Linked DNA regions of Sus scrofa: region 2 is linked to region 1. The links are chromatin contacts, called in public Hi-C maps. All regions are on one chromosome and are shown on one strand. Each heading gives the region's core, a stretch centred on a gene start, on an enhancer-like site or on the middle of the called end of the contact. The rest is flanking DNA. Distances are from core to core; before and after follow the strand shown.

What was found. Hi-C and Micro-C count contacts between places; a contact is called where the count stands out from the background.
Region 2: a contact with region 1 is called in a Hi-C map of liver, with 2.4 times the contacts expected there. The contact joins the enhancer-like site here to the promoter of PLA2G16 in region 1. A contact is called at or near these places in 1 of 5 promoter capture datasets (skeletal muscle), 19 of 47 Hi-C or Micro-C datasets (brain, embryonic fibroblasts, epiblast stem cells and 12 more) and 1 of 2 datasets of contacts at active chromatin or transcription factors (skeletal muscle).

The regions. Positions count from the first base shown.
Region 1 is chr2:8,411,552-8,417,424 of Sscrofa11.1, reverse strand. PLA2G16 (phospholipase A2 group XVI) reads right to left here and starts at 4,034. Exons shown (of 5, transcript NM_001244514.1): 1 at 3,958-4,034; 2 at 3,392-3,469. The coding sequence starts at 3,406.
Region 2 is chr2:8,494,301-8,500,555 of Sscrofa11.1, reverse strand. It overlaps HRASLS5 (Ca(2+)-independent N-acyltransferase), which reads right to left. Exons shown (of 8, transcript XM_021084417.1): 7 at 3,877-4,139; 8 at 1,375-1,630. The coding sequence ends at 1,538. Among named protein-coding and RNA genes, the nearest start is that of HRASLS5, 22 kb to the right of the region's middle. Within about 2 kb of position 4,010, at least 1 of the 83 cell types and tissues checked has an H3K27ac peak or open chromatin away from gene starts, as enhancers often do. A contact at or near this core is called in liver, where this site is marked.

The sequences.
Region 1 (5,873 bases), core at 2,785-5,284:
CCACCAATTCCCACATATTAGGGAGCCCTGGGTTCTCTTTATTATTTTTCCTTTTTAGGGGTGCACCTGTGGCATATGGAAGTCCCCCGGCTAGGGGCTGAATCAGAGTCATAGCCACCGGCCTATGCCATAGCCACAGCAAGAGCAACTTGACCACAGACCACAACTTGAAGCAACGCCAGATCCTTAACCCACCGAGGGAGGCCAGGGATCGAACCTGCGTCCTCACGGATAATAGTCTGCTGAGCCACAACAGGAAGTCCTTGGGTTCCCTTTAAAAGATGTTCACCCAGCAGCAGCCGCTCAACAAGCCACAGGTTTCAGGACAGGGTGGGTGAAGGAGGAAATGAAAGACCCTGGCCCACTTATTCTAAGGAAATTTAGACCACAGGGGAGAGAAACAGGCAGCGCTGGCCCCAACCAGGAGGAGGCCTCAGGGCTGCACGAAAGGGCTGGGAGAAAGGAAGGCCTGTATGGCTGACACGCAGCCTGTCCACCCCAGGGAGGCCCAGGGAGCTGCTTCAACAACTGCTAACGCTTGTCAAGCCCTAAGAGCCAGGCAGTGGCACACCTAGAGTGGGAAAGCGAAAGCCAAATCCCCTGGGTGCAGACAAGCAGGGGAGAGTTATCCACAGAGAATTTTAAAATAATAATAAGCCACACCAAAAGTCACTCTATTTATTATCACCATGTGCCAACACTTTTACACAATATCAGTGATACTGGTCTAAGTCCTAATTGACACAGTTCCTGCTGAGATTTAATAATATATACGTGAGCTTTATATTAGCACATTTTCATCTCTTACTCTTTTTTTTTCCTCTTTAATTCTTTATTTCTCTTTCTTTTTCTTCACAGCATCTGTGCTATTTGATTTTATTTTTTAATTTTTTTAAATTTTTTATGATAGTTTGTATTATTTCCATTACAGCGGGTTTACATTCATCTTATTCTTTAAAAATCCTGGTCTTCTACATGGATGCTTAATCAGAGACCACTCAGTTGTACACTCAACCCCCAACACACACAGACTCAGCTCCATGCATCTGTTCCAACAGAAAGTTCCAAATGGCTCAGAAGGGTTCAAGTTCAACTTTCACCCTGGGGTGTCAACCCCTGTGGTCCTACATTTTCCTGTTTTTATTATTTTTATTTTTATTTTTTGTCTTTTTGCCATTTCTTAGGCCGCTCCCTCGGCACATGGGGATTCCCAGGCTAGGGGTTGAATCGGAGCTGTAGCCACCAGCCCACACCACAGCCACAGCAATGCGGGATCCGAGCTGCATGTGCGACCTAAACCACACCTCCCGGCCACGCCTGATCCTTAACCCACTGAGCGAGGTCAGGGATGGAACCCAAAACCTCATGGTTCCTAGTCAGATTCATTAACCACTGAGCCACAACGGGAACTCCCATTTTCCTGTTTTTAAACAGAAGACAAAACAGTTTGCTCTCCCAGTACTGGACAAAATTAAAAGCACAGTGGTTGAAAGTCTGGATCAATTTCACCAAGAACTAGACTCTCATTCTAAAGCAAGGAGTTAAACTAACGTCAACCTTCACCACCATTCAGCCATTTTCTCTGTTTTTTGCAGAAGAAGAAAAACTTGGGACAATTTTGCCGAATAAGATACAAACTTATGAATTTTATGGTGGAAACATTTTGGTGAAAATGTTTCAAATGTGGAGATTTGTTTAAGGCCACAAGAATTCATTTTTTTAAAGACATGGTATTGCAATTTCTGGAATTCATGATTAAACGGGATTTTTATGAATCTCTAACAAACGTATCCCAATGTTTAAGGCTTTTCCTATTTGTATATCTGTTGCTTCATGCGAGAGAAGTTAAAATTAATTTTAAAAAAAAAGTGTTCTTCAGTCAACTGTGAGCAAAGAGGGATCAACAAATCTAGCTCTACTGAATGTTGAACATAAATATGCAAAGACGGGGAGTTCCCGTCGTGGCGCAGTGGTTAACGAATCCGACTAGGAACCATGAGGTTGCGGGTTCGATCCCTGGCCTTGCTCAGTGGGTTAACAATCCGGCGTTGCCGAGAGCTGTGGTGTAGGTTGCAGACGCGACTCGGATCCCGCGTTGCTGTGGCTCTGGTGTAGGCCGGTGGCTACAGGTCCGATTTGACCCCTAGCCTGGGAACCTCCATATGCCACGGGAGCAGCCCAAGAAATGGCAAAAAACAAAAAAAAATGCAAAGATGATCAATTTTGTCAAAGCCAAGGACCGCTTTTTAGAAATGAAAGTTTCAAGACAGAAACTGTAATGCTACATTCACTACTGTGACCAATTGATACATTTTTTTCTTCAAAAACGCATTCATGCAATCAAAAATGATTAATTCACTACCTCATTCCACTTTTCTCTATAACATTTACTTTATTTTTCATTTTTTAATTTTTTCCCACTGGCATGATTTTATATACAAAGCTCAGTAGAAGAAACGTTACTGTATTTCTTTCCTGGCCATTAATACTCTTCATTTCATGATAATTGCCAAACATTTTAGACAAAGGAGAGGGATGTTTTTAAATGACTGCCCCAGGCATTAAATATGCCAGGCACACCCTAATGCCAGGCACACCCTAATGCCAGGCACTGTGTGAAAGCCCTTTGCGTGAATTAAATCATAATCATAATCCCAATGGATTACAGCCGAGCACCTATGCCTGCAAAGTACTGTTCTGAGTACTTCGTGAGTATGTATGTTGTGAGCCACACGGGAAGTCCAAGTACTACCTAAGTGTGCAGTCATATCATTCTCCCTGTGGAGAACAGAGTGGATTTGAAACTTGATCCAGGTGCCACAAGAACACCATGCCAGGGCAATTTACCAGGGCAGTCTACTTCAAAAGTCAGTCTCAGAACCTCTCTGCATCCGGGTCCTGCTAGGTTGAAAGGAAGCACCAGCTAAGCCCCTTTGTGATTTCTGAATCCCAGCACAGGTTAGAAATAGGAAAAGTGAGAGTTTGGAAATTGCTGGCAGGGTGAGTCATGAGGTGCATCCACTGAGACCAGAAAAGGCTGCCTGGTCAGACCCAGGTGCCAGGGCAGCAGGTGCAGCCCTGGGGCCCTGTCCAGGGGTTCTGATCTGACTCAGGAAGGCAGCACAGGACCTTGGTGGAGCAAGTCTCCCCTTGCTGCTTCCCTGCTCCTATAGGTCCTGCCTTTCTGGGGGCTTGTTTCCGGCCTCCAAACCTGCCCACCCAAGTATTCGCTCACTGACCCGCATCTGACACCTGATACCCAGCGGCCAGCAGAGGTGTGGCCCCATATCCGCAAGGACCCTCTCTCTGAAGTGATGACTCGGGCTTTGGGACAATGAGTCGCCACAGAAACACGGCCCCCATCCCTCGCCCACTCCTTCCCCAAACTTACAATCAGGGCGCGCATCTTCTCAGGCGATGTGAGCCCTCTATTTCAGGCTGGAGTTGACTGTATCAGCTGCAGAAATGCCTGTGGCAAGGGGAGCAGGGAATCATTATGTCATTAAGAGGACACAGCGCCTCCAAGACCCCAGGGAACTGTGGCTTTTGGCAGGGAGACCCTGCGCGGTTGGTCTCCGAGAACAACCGCCTCACTCCCTGCTGAGTCCTTCTGGGCCCTCTCCCTGCCCTTGCACTTGGCCGTGAAGGGATGAATCGTTTTTAGGGGGCAGGGAGGTTCACCTGATGCAGGAGAGGCTGGCGGCGCAGGGGTCGAGAGCGCGATCGGTGTCGCCTGTCTAGGTGCGCCGCGTCCCAGAAAGTCAGTGGGGCGACCGGCGCGTCCCGCCCTCCGTCCGGGTGGGCGGGTACCGGGAGGCCGCTGCTCGCAGCTGCTCCCTAACTTGTTTACTCGCGGCGCACCCAACTTCTCCATCCCCCACACAGTCCCGGGCACCCGGGGAGCCACCCCAGGCGTCTCACCCTTCCTTACATGCGTGAATGCAGCCCTCCACCCACCTCGCGGACTTGAGAAGCAGCGCGGCCTCCCCGGCAAAAGGAAACCGGTTAAATGGCCGCAGAGTCCAGGCCAGCGTGAGGTCACCCGGCTCCTCCCAGTGTGACTAATTACAGCCGCGATGAGCTCCCTGCCCCGGCGACAGGGACCGCCTGCTCCGGCTTCTGGGGCAGTCAGGCCAGGATGCCTCCTGTTCCCCCGGACCGTCTCCCCACAGCCTTCCATGCCTGGAGGCGCCCCCGGGACCCTGCTCAGGGCCACCTCGTCCTCGCCTCTTCTACACACGCGCTGCGGCGCGCGCGGCATTCAAGAGAGGGTATACGCATCGCACTGGACTGTAATCAAATATCTCCTCCACTCTAGCCGCGTACACTGTGGTTTAAAACCAAGTTATGTGGAGGTTTTTTCTGGGGTCTGTTGGATAACAAACCAGGAGAGGAAATCGCAGATAAGCGGGGGATTACCGCAGGGTTCCGTCCTACCCGCGGTTTTGGCATCTGCGGGGGCGGAGGGTGCTTTGAAGGTATCCCCGGGGACTTCTGTATATTACATTTTAAAGCTATTTAAAGGCAAGGGCCTAAACAGAAAGTACCGAGTCTTAAGCCTTCAGATATCCCCCAACCCTGGCACAAACCCAGCACACAGTAAGCATTTCATGAATGAATGAATGACCCATCGCAGGCCTTTCCTCTGCACTGGGCTGTGACTCCCCAAGAGTAGAAGCAGCTCCTGTTCATCTCTATAGTCTTGCCACTTCCTGTCAGCACCCAGCTAGGAATCGGGACCGTGGGCCAAATCCTGGCCCTGTCACTTGCAAGCTGCTGGGTCCAGGGCACCCTTCCCTCTCTGAGCCTCAGTTGGTTCATCTGTTTGTCTTTCTAAGGCCACACCTGCAGCATAGGGAAGGTCCCAGGCTAGGGATCAAGTCAGAGCTGCAGCCACAGCGACACTGGATCCAAGTCACATCTGTGACCTATGCTGGAGCTTGTGACAAAGCCGGATCCTTAACCCACTGATCAAGGCCAGGGATTGAACCCAAATCTTCGTGGACACTGTATCCGGTTCTTAAGCCGCCTGAGCCACAATGGGAGCTCCTGTTCATCTGTAAAACGGAATGGTGATAATATTGAACGCCACATGAGATAATATATAAAAATACACTCCCCAAAGGGAGAGTAGCAGATGAAAGGAGGCCCCTACCATGGGAGCTGATGTCTGGCCTGGGGTAAGTCCTCACTCAAGACACCTGAGCCGTTGTTAACAGGAGTGACCCATGCTCATCAACATCACACATTACTCACCAGATTCCTGGCAAGGAGAGTCAGAGGCGATATAAATAAATACCAGAGCTTTATGTGCATTTCTACTCACCCAACAAAATGTGCATATTGAACAAATTACTATCTGGAAGGCAGTCCGAACCCAGGATGGAGAGGTTCAGATCTGAGGAAACAAGACCGATTTCTGCCTCGCTTCTTCCAGTATTGCCCAGATGTCACTGCCTTCACTTTTTTTCTCCCCTGTTGCTCTGCCGGGAAAAACAAGACAAAAAGCCCACTGAGGGGCAAAGATGTCAAGGAAGTGATTTTTACCTTTCATGCAGCTCTCAAAAGAGGAGTTCCCCAGAGGAGCTCCCACTGTGGCTCAGCGGGTTAAGGACCTGACATTGTGTCTGTTGCGGTGGCTGTAGCATAGGCCCCAGCTGCAGCCGCGATCCAAGCCCTGGCCCAGGAACTTCCATGTGCCCCAGTGCAGCCATAAAAAAAAGAAAAAAGGAAAAGAAAAGCCCTAGGACTGAGAAGCTACACACGATCCTGACACTGTCACCAGCAGGACAGTCCTTAAGCCCCACTCCAAGTCCATGGCCATGACCCGGGTGGACAGCCAAATTCAAAACAGCTGGGATCAATCTGCCATC
Region 2 (6,255 bases), core at 2,761-5,260, 83 kb before region 1:
AGTGGAAAGGAGAGAACAGAGGGGGAGAAAGGACCAAGTTTCACTGCAGGTCTGTCTTCCAAAGAGGAGGACGACCCGGGGGGAGGTCCCAACAGACCTTAGGGGGATGCTCTGGGGGTTCCATCCTGCTGTCCTCTCGTCCCTCACATTTTCTAGGCATTTCCAGAGCCCTTCGCTGGCTTTCTGGGGTGGCTTCAGCTCTCAGATGGCACTAACAACCTCCAGCATCTCCTCAGACCTTCCAAACACAAACACCACTCTTTCCCGGCCTCATTCACACAGAAGGCCTTGGATTAAATTATTTTAAATACTCATCGGAAATCAGCGGAGAGAGACATTTCTAATTTTCTGGTGCTCACGAGGCTGAAGAACAAGATAAATGGTCTTGTTGATTACACTTTCAATAGAGCGGGGTTGGTTGTGTTTTTTTTTTTTAATACAATAGGGAATAAAGCTGATGCATAATTTTAAAAAGAAAGTATTTCTTGGGGAAGGTCTTCCTTGATTAAGACAGAGCTGGCTCTGAGCAGCCTTCCCTCAAGTCTGACTCCGGGGAACCACAGTGCGGATCTGAAAGGGCAATAAAAAGAACTTCTGGGAGTTCCCGTCGTGGCTCAGTGGAAACGAATCTGACTAGCATCCATGAGGACGCAGGTTCGATCCCTGGCCTCGCTCAGTGGGTTAAGGATCCGGTGTTGCCGGAGTTCCCGACGGTGCAGTGGTTAATGAATCTGACTAGGAACCATGAGGTTGCGGGTTCGGTCCCTGGCCTTGCTCAGTGGGTTAACAATCCGGCGTTGCCATAAGCTGTGGTGTAGGTTGCAGACGCAGCTTGGATTCCGAGTTGCTGTGGCTCTGGTGTAGGCCTGTGACTGCGGCTCCAGTTCGACTCCTATCCTGGGAGCCTCCATATGCCGCAGGAGCGGCCCAAGAAATAGCAAAAAAAAAAAAAAAAAAAAAAAAAAAAAGGATCCGGTGTTGCCATAAGCTGTGGTGTAGGTCACAGATGCAGCTCAGATCTGGCATTGCTGTGGCTGTGGTGTAGGCCAGCAGCTACAGCTCTGGTTTGCCCCCTAGCCTATGGAAACCTCCATATGCCACAGGTGCAGCCCTGAAAAGACGGAAAAAAAAAAAAAAAACTTCTGAAAAGAGTTCTTCTTTCCTAGGACCCTTCAAGCAAACATTTCCAGGCTCTTTCAAGCATCAGCATCACAGACTAGGTTCAACCTAAAAAAGGAGTAACACCTCTTCCTAAGAGGGAGAAAGATGAAGCAACTAGGTGAAAATGCCTAGCGCAGTGCCTGGCGCCTTAGCGATGCATAAAAATATTAGGTCCTCCCCACCCTGAGAGTCCAGGGTCTCTGAGTACATAAATTGATTGTATTTCCGGAGGGGTAATTGGGTACATTCTAGATTCTTCCAGAAGCACACAATTTTCTTGCATGGGGCCAAGGAGAGAGGAAGGCAGGGGAGGAAAGAAGTCAGTTCTCTTTGCCAACGTCAGCAGCTCTTCCTCTGCTTGGGGCTTTCGGTGCCTTCAGGCCAATGCGGGTCTGGGTCTCATGCTGTCCACCACAGCCGAAATCACCGCTCCTGCAGCCTTCGCTCCTTCCATCAGTACGTGCTCCACCTGCAAAGCAGACCAGTCCACGGGACCCTCGGTGGGGCTCCTGGGCTGATGCCCTGCCCCACCCCTACCTCACGGCTCCCCTTCAGGGACTGGCCCACTGAGGAGGAAGCCACCCTATGGTCCCAAACATCCCTGAGCTTCTAGAGACGTGGAGAAGCCAGGATGGTCCAAGATGGATGTTGGAGGCAGGCTTGAGCCCCTCCCCCAGGAGGCATCCAGGGTGCCTTCCTCCGGCAGAGCCATTCAGCCCAGGGCCTGCCTCTAGTGAGGGGCTCAGAGGCAAAGGATCTCGGAGGGGCAGAGTCCCGGAGTCCCTTGCGTGACACACAGGGAATCTGAGAGCCGGGGTAAGGCCCTCACTCAGACCAAGTTCACAGGGATCTAAGTATCCACACTTAGCTCTAGGCTTGGGTCTCGTGAATGCCAGGCCCGGGCTCCCTCGAAGGACCTCCCATAATTCCCTTGCTCCTTGGGGGTCTTCCTTCCATGCACAAGTGCTCAGGGGATGGGAGATGCCTCATACTAGAGCCCACCAAGCCCTGGGCACTGGAGCAAGGTCTCCGGAGGAAGCTGCAGAGAGCGGAACCGGGGAGCGAGCGAGCAGGGGGCCAGCTAACCCTCAGGAGAGACGGGAGAGAGACAGGAGAGAGACTAGGATTGGGATTCAGGCACCCGCTGGCTAAGGGAGCACAAGAAACTCTGAAAAGAGGTGTTCCCATTGCGGCTCAGCAGTAATGAACCCGACTAGTATCCATAAGGACTCCAGCTCGATCCCTGGTCCTCAGTGGGTTAAAGGATCCAGCACTGCTGTGAGCTGTGGTGTAGGTCACAGACAAGGCTGGAATCCTGCATTGCTGTGGCTGTGGTGTAGGCTGGCAACAGCAGCTCCAATTTGACCCCTAGCCTGGGAATCTCCATATGCCGCAAGTGCAGTCCTAAAAAGCAAGAAGAAAAGAAAAAGGAAAAACAAACATAGAAAAGTCATGTCCCACTTTTAACCCTTGATTTTTTTAATCGATTAAAAAGGTAGCAATAAAGGCTTCTTCTTCTCATCTCGTGGGGGTTTAGTAAGGCCCAAACATTAACAAGAACAGCTCAAATTGTCAGAAGCATCTAGGCTGGCAAAGCTCCTTCATCTGTATTATACCACAATTGATTTATCAGCAGGGAGTCCAAAACTCACGCACACACAGGCCAGGCAGGTAATGGGGGTGACGCTGATACGTGACACACCTGTGCCCCACAGGCCACCTAGAGGGGGAGCCCCTGCTGGCCCCACAGAGTGTCAGCAAGCTGGAATGAGGGCCCAATGGCTTGATCCATCAGTTGGTCAAGAGAGGCTGGGAATCCAGATTTTTTTATATAAAATTTCTATATTCTCTCTCTTTTTTTTTTTTTTTTTTTTTTTTTTTTTTGTCTTTTTGCCATTTCTTGGGCCACTCTTGCAGCACATGGAGGTTCCCAGGCTAGAGGTTGAATCGAAGCTGTAGCCACCGGCCTACACCAGAGCCACAGCAATGCAGGATCCGAGCTGCATCTGCAACCTACACCACAGCTCATGGCAACGCCGGATCCTTAACCCACTGAGCAAGGCCAGGGATCAAACCCGCAACCTCATGGTTCCCAGTGGGATTCATTAACCACTGCACCACGACGGGAACTCCAAAATTTCTATATTCCTAAATATTGGCAAATCATTCAAATTTAAAAAAAAATACTAGCTATCCAAGCAAAACATGTCTGCGGGCCAAATGTGGCCTTCAGGCTGCTGGTCTGCAAATTTAGCCCTGAGGTGCCACCTCCACTTAACCCAGTTTTGTCAAGAAACAGTCTCAGAAATAAGATGACTCGGAGGCCCCCCCCCCATCCCGGTGGCTCAGCAGGGTAAGGATCCGCATTGCCACTGCTGGGGCTCAGGTGGCCATGGTGGCGTGGGTTCGACCCTTGGCCCGGGAACTTCCACATAGTGTATTGAGGGCAGCCAAAAAATTAAAAAATTTTCAATAAATAAATAAATAAGATGACTTGACCAAGGAGACCCCGATAGCTGGTGGCCGAGCCAGGACTCCAGCCAGTGGTCTTGCTTTGCCGCTCAGCGCCCCCTCTACTCCCCCAGGGGTGAGCAGAGATGAAAACGCCTTCTGAACGGTCAAGTCCTGGAGTGGTGGAAAGCCCCGCGTGCACAGCGAATAACACCCATCACCGTCAGGACCCCCAGGACCCCGTGTCAGAGGGGGGCGCCACACCTGCTGGCTCCTGCGCACGCCGTATCGGAGGTCGTTGACAAAGTGCTCACAGTTGCCTTCAATCAGACTGTACTGTACTATCTTGTTGATCATCTGTTTCGTCCTCTGGATGATCTGGTCCACGGGCAGCGGCAGGTACATACCGTCCAGCTTGTTGTTGACCTTCCAGGAACAGCCGTGCAGCACGTCCTCCAGACGGCTGTATTTCACCACCGCCCGGTTGCTGAAGATGGAGGTGATGCTGCCAGCCTCAAATTCCTCACCTAGAGGCCAAAGACAAGCCAAAGTTGGAAGCTTCGAGGGGCAGTGGGGCAGAGCACGGGCTCATTCTGGCCGCTGGGAAGGTGGGGTCCCAGTTTCATGGTCTCTAAAACAGGTGGGGAGTTAGGTTAAACGAACTGCAAAGGACCAGCGTCCCTAAAAAGCCTTCTGCTCTGCTCTCTGCACTCCCCACTTTCTTTCTCTCTCTCTCTCTCTCTCTCTCTCTCTCTCTCTCTCTCTCTCTGTGTGTGTGTGTGTGTGTGTGTGTGTGTGTGTGTCTTTTTTAGGGCTGCACCTGCCACGCATGGAAGTTCCCAGGCTAGGGGTCGAATCAGAGCTGTCGCTGCTAGCCACAGCCAGAGCAACACGGGATCCTTGACCCACTCAGCAAGGCCAAGAATCGAACCCATGTCCTCATGAATACTAGTCAGGTTTGTTACCCACTGAGTCACAGCAGGAACTCCCTGCACTCCCCACTTTCAACCTCCAGAGCAATCCCTTTCTCATAAAGCTCTAGAAATACCTGCTAGAGTCCTGCTTTCCTAACTGGACGTCCAGAATCTTCCCAAAGCCGTGATGAGCACCTCACATGGAAGAGGTGGCTCCCGGAGAAGGGGCTGTCATGGGGTTCCATGACAGGCCTCCCCCCGTCAGCACCACAGGGGTGCAAGTGAGGTCACACCAACAAGGCTCTGGATAGGACCCACTCCAACCAGCTTCCACCCAGCCCCACTCTGCCTTCCTCTTGACTCAAGTATTAGGATTCTCACTGAGGGTTTGTTTGAAAACAAGGTTCCACAGCTTTGGGAAAAGGAATGTTTCTGAGTTCCTGTGTGGCATCGCAGAAACAAACCCGGCTAGTATCCATGAGGACATGGGTTCGATCCCTGGCCTTGCTCAGTGGGTTAAAGATCCGGCATTGCCATGAGCTGTGGTGTAGGTCGCAGACGCGGCTTGGATCCTGCATTGCTGTGGCTGTGGTGTAGGCCGGTGGCTACAGCTTCGATACAACCCCTAGCCTGGGAACTTCCATGTGCCATGGGTGTAGTCCTAAAAAGCAAAAAAGAAAAGAACGGAAAAAGGAAGGAAGGGAGGGAGGGAGGAAGAAAGAAAGCAAGGAGGGAGTTCCCGTCGTGGCGCAGTGGTTAACGAATCCGACTAGGAACCACGAGGCTGCGGGTTCGATCCCTGCCCTTGCTCAGTGGGTTAACGATCCGGCGTTGCCGTGAGCTGTGATGTGGGTTGCAGACGCGGCTCGGACCCTGCGTTGCTGTGGCTCTGGCATAGGCCAGTGGCTACAGCTCCGATTCAACCCCTAGCCTGGGAACCTCCATATGCCAAGGCAGCGGCCCAAGAAATAGCAAAAAAGACAAAAAAAAAAAAATTTTTTTTAAAAAAGAAAGAAAGAAAGAAAGGAATGTTTGAAAGCTGCTATATTATCCTGTTCAGTCCTTAGAGGAGAGAGAGCCTCAGACAGGGTCTGGAAGCTGCCCAAGGCCAGGTGGGTGGTAGTTTAATATCAGGACTGTTTTGGGGAGTTCCCATCGTGGCTCAGTGGTTAACGAATCTGGCTAGGAACCATGAGGTTGCAGGTTTGATCCCTGGCCTTGCTCAGTGGGTTAAGGATCCCTCATTGCTGTGGCTATGGTGTAGGATGGCAGCAACAGCTCCAATTAGACCCCTAGCCTGGGAACCTCCATAGGCTGCAGGAGCGGCCCTAGAAAAGGCAAAAAGACCAAAAAAAAAATCAGGACCGTTTTTTTGCTGCAACCACAGGGAAATGCCAACAGAAGTATCCTCCCTTCTACAAGTTGTCTGAGAACGAGAACTGTCCCCTGTTCCTTTCTTTAGTATTTGAAGACCAGCCGTTGATTTCACAGAAGCTGAAGTCGCCCAATTCCCAGCTTTTAGGAACAACGATGGCAGAATTCATATTTGGAGCAAGATCTGATGACGGCGGTGGCGGGGAGGGACGTTGCTGTTAACTTGGGTGACTCTGGGCTTATACCCGGGGGGGAGGCTCCTGGCCTGAGCCTGGAAAGGAGCCCTGGAGAGGAACGAACCGTGAAGCAATTGTCATTCTTCCTGTTGATTCTGACACGTGGAGTGGGAAGGTTC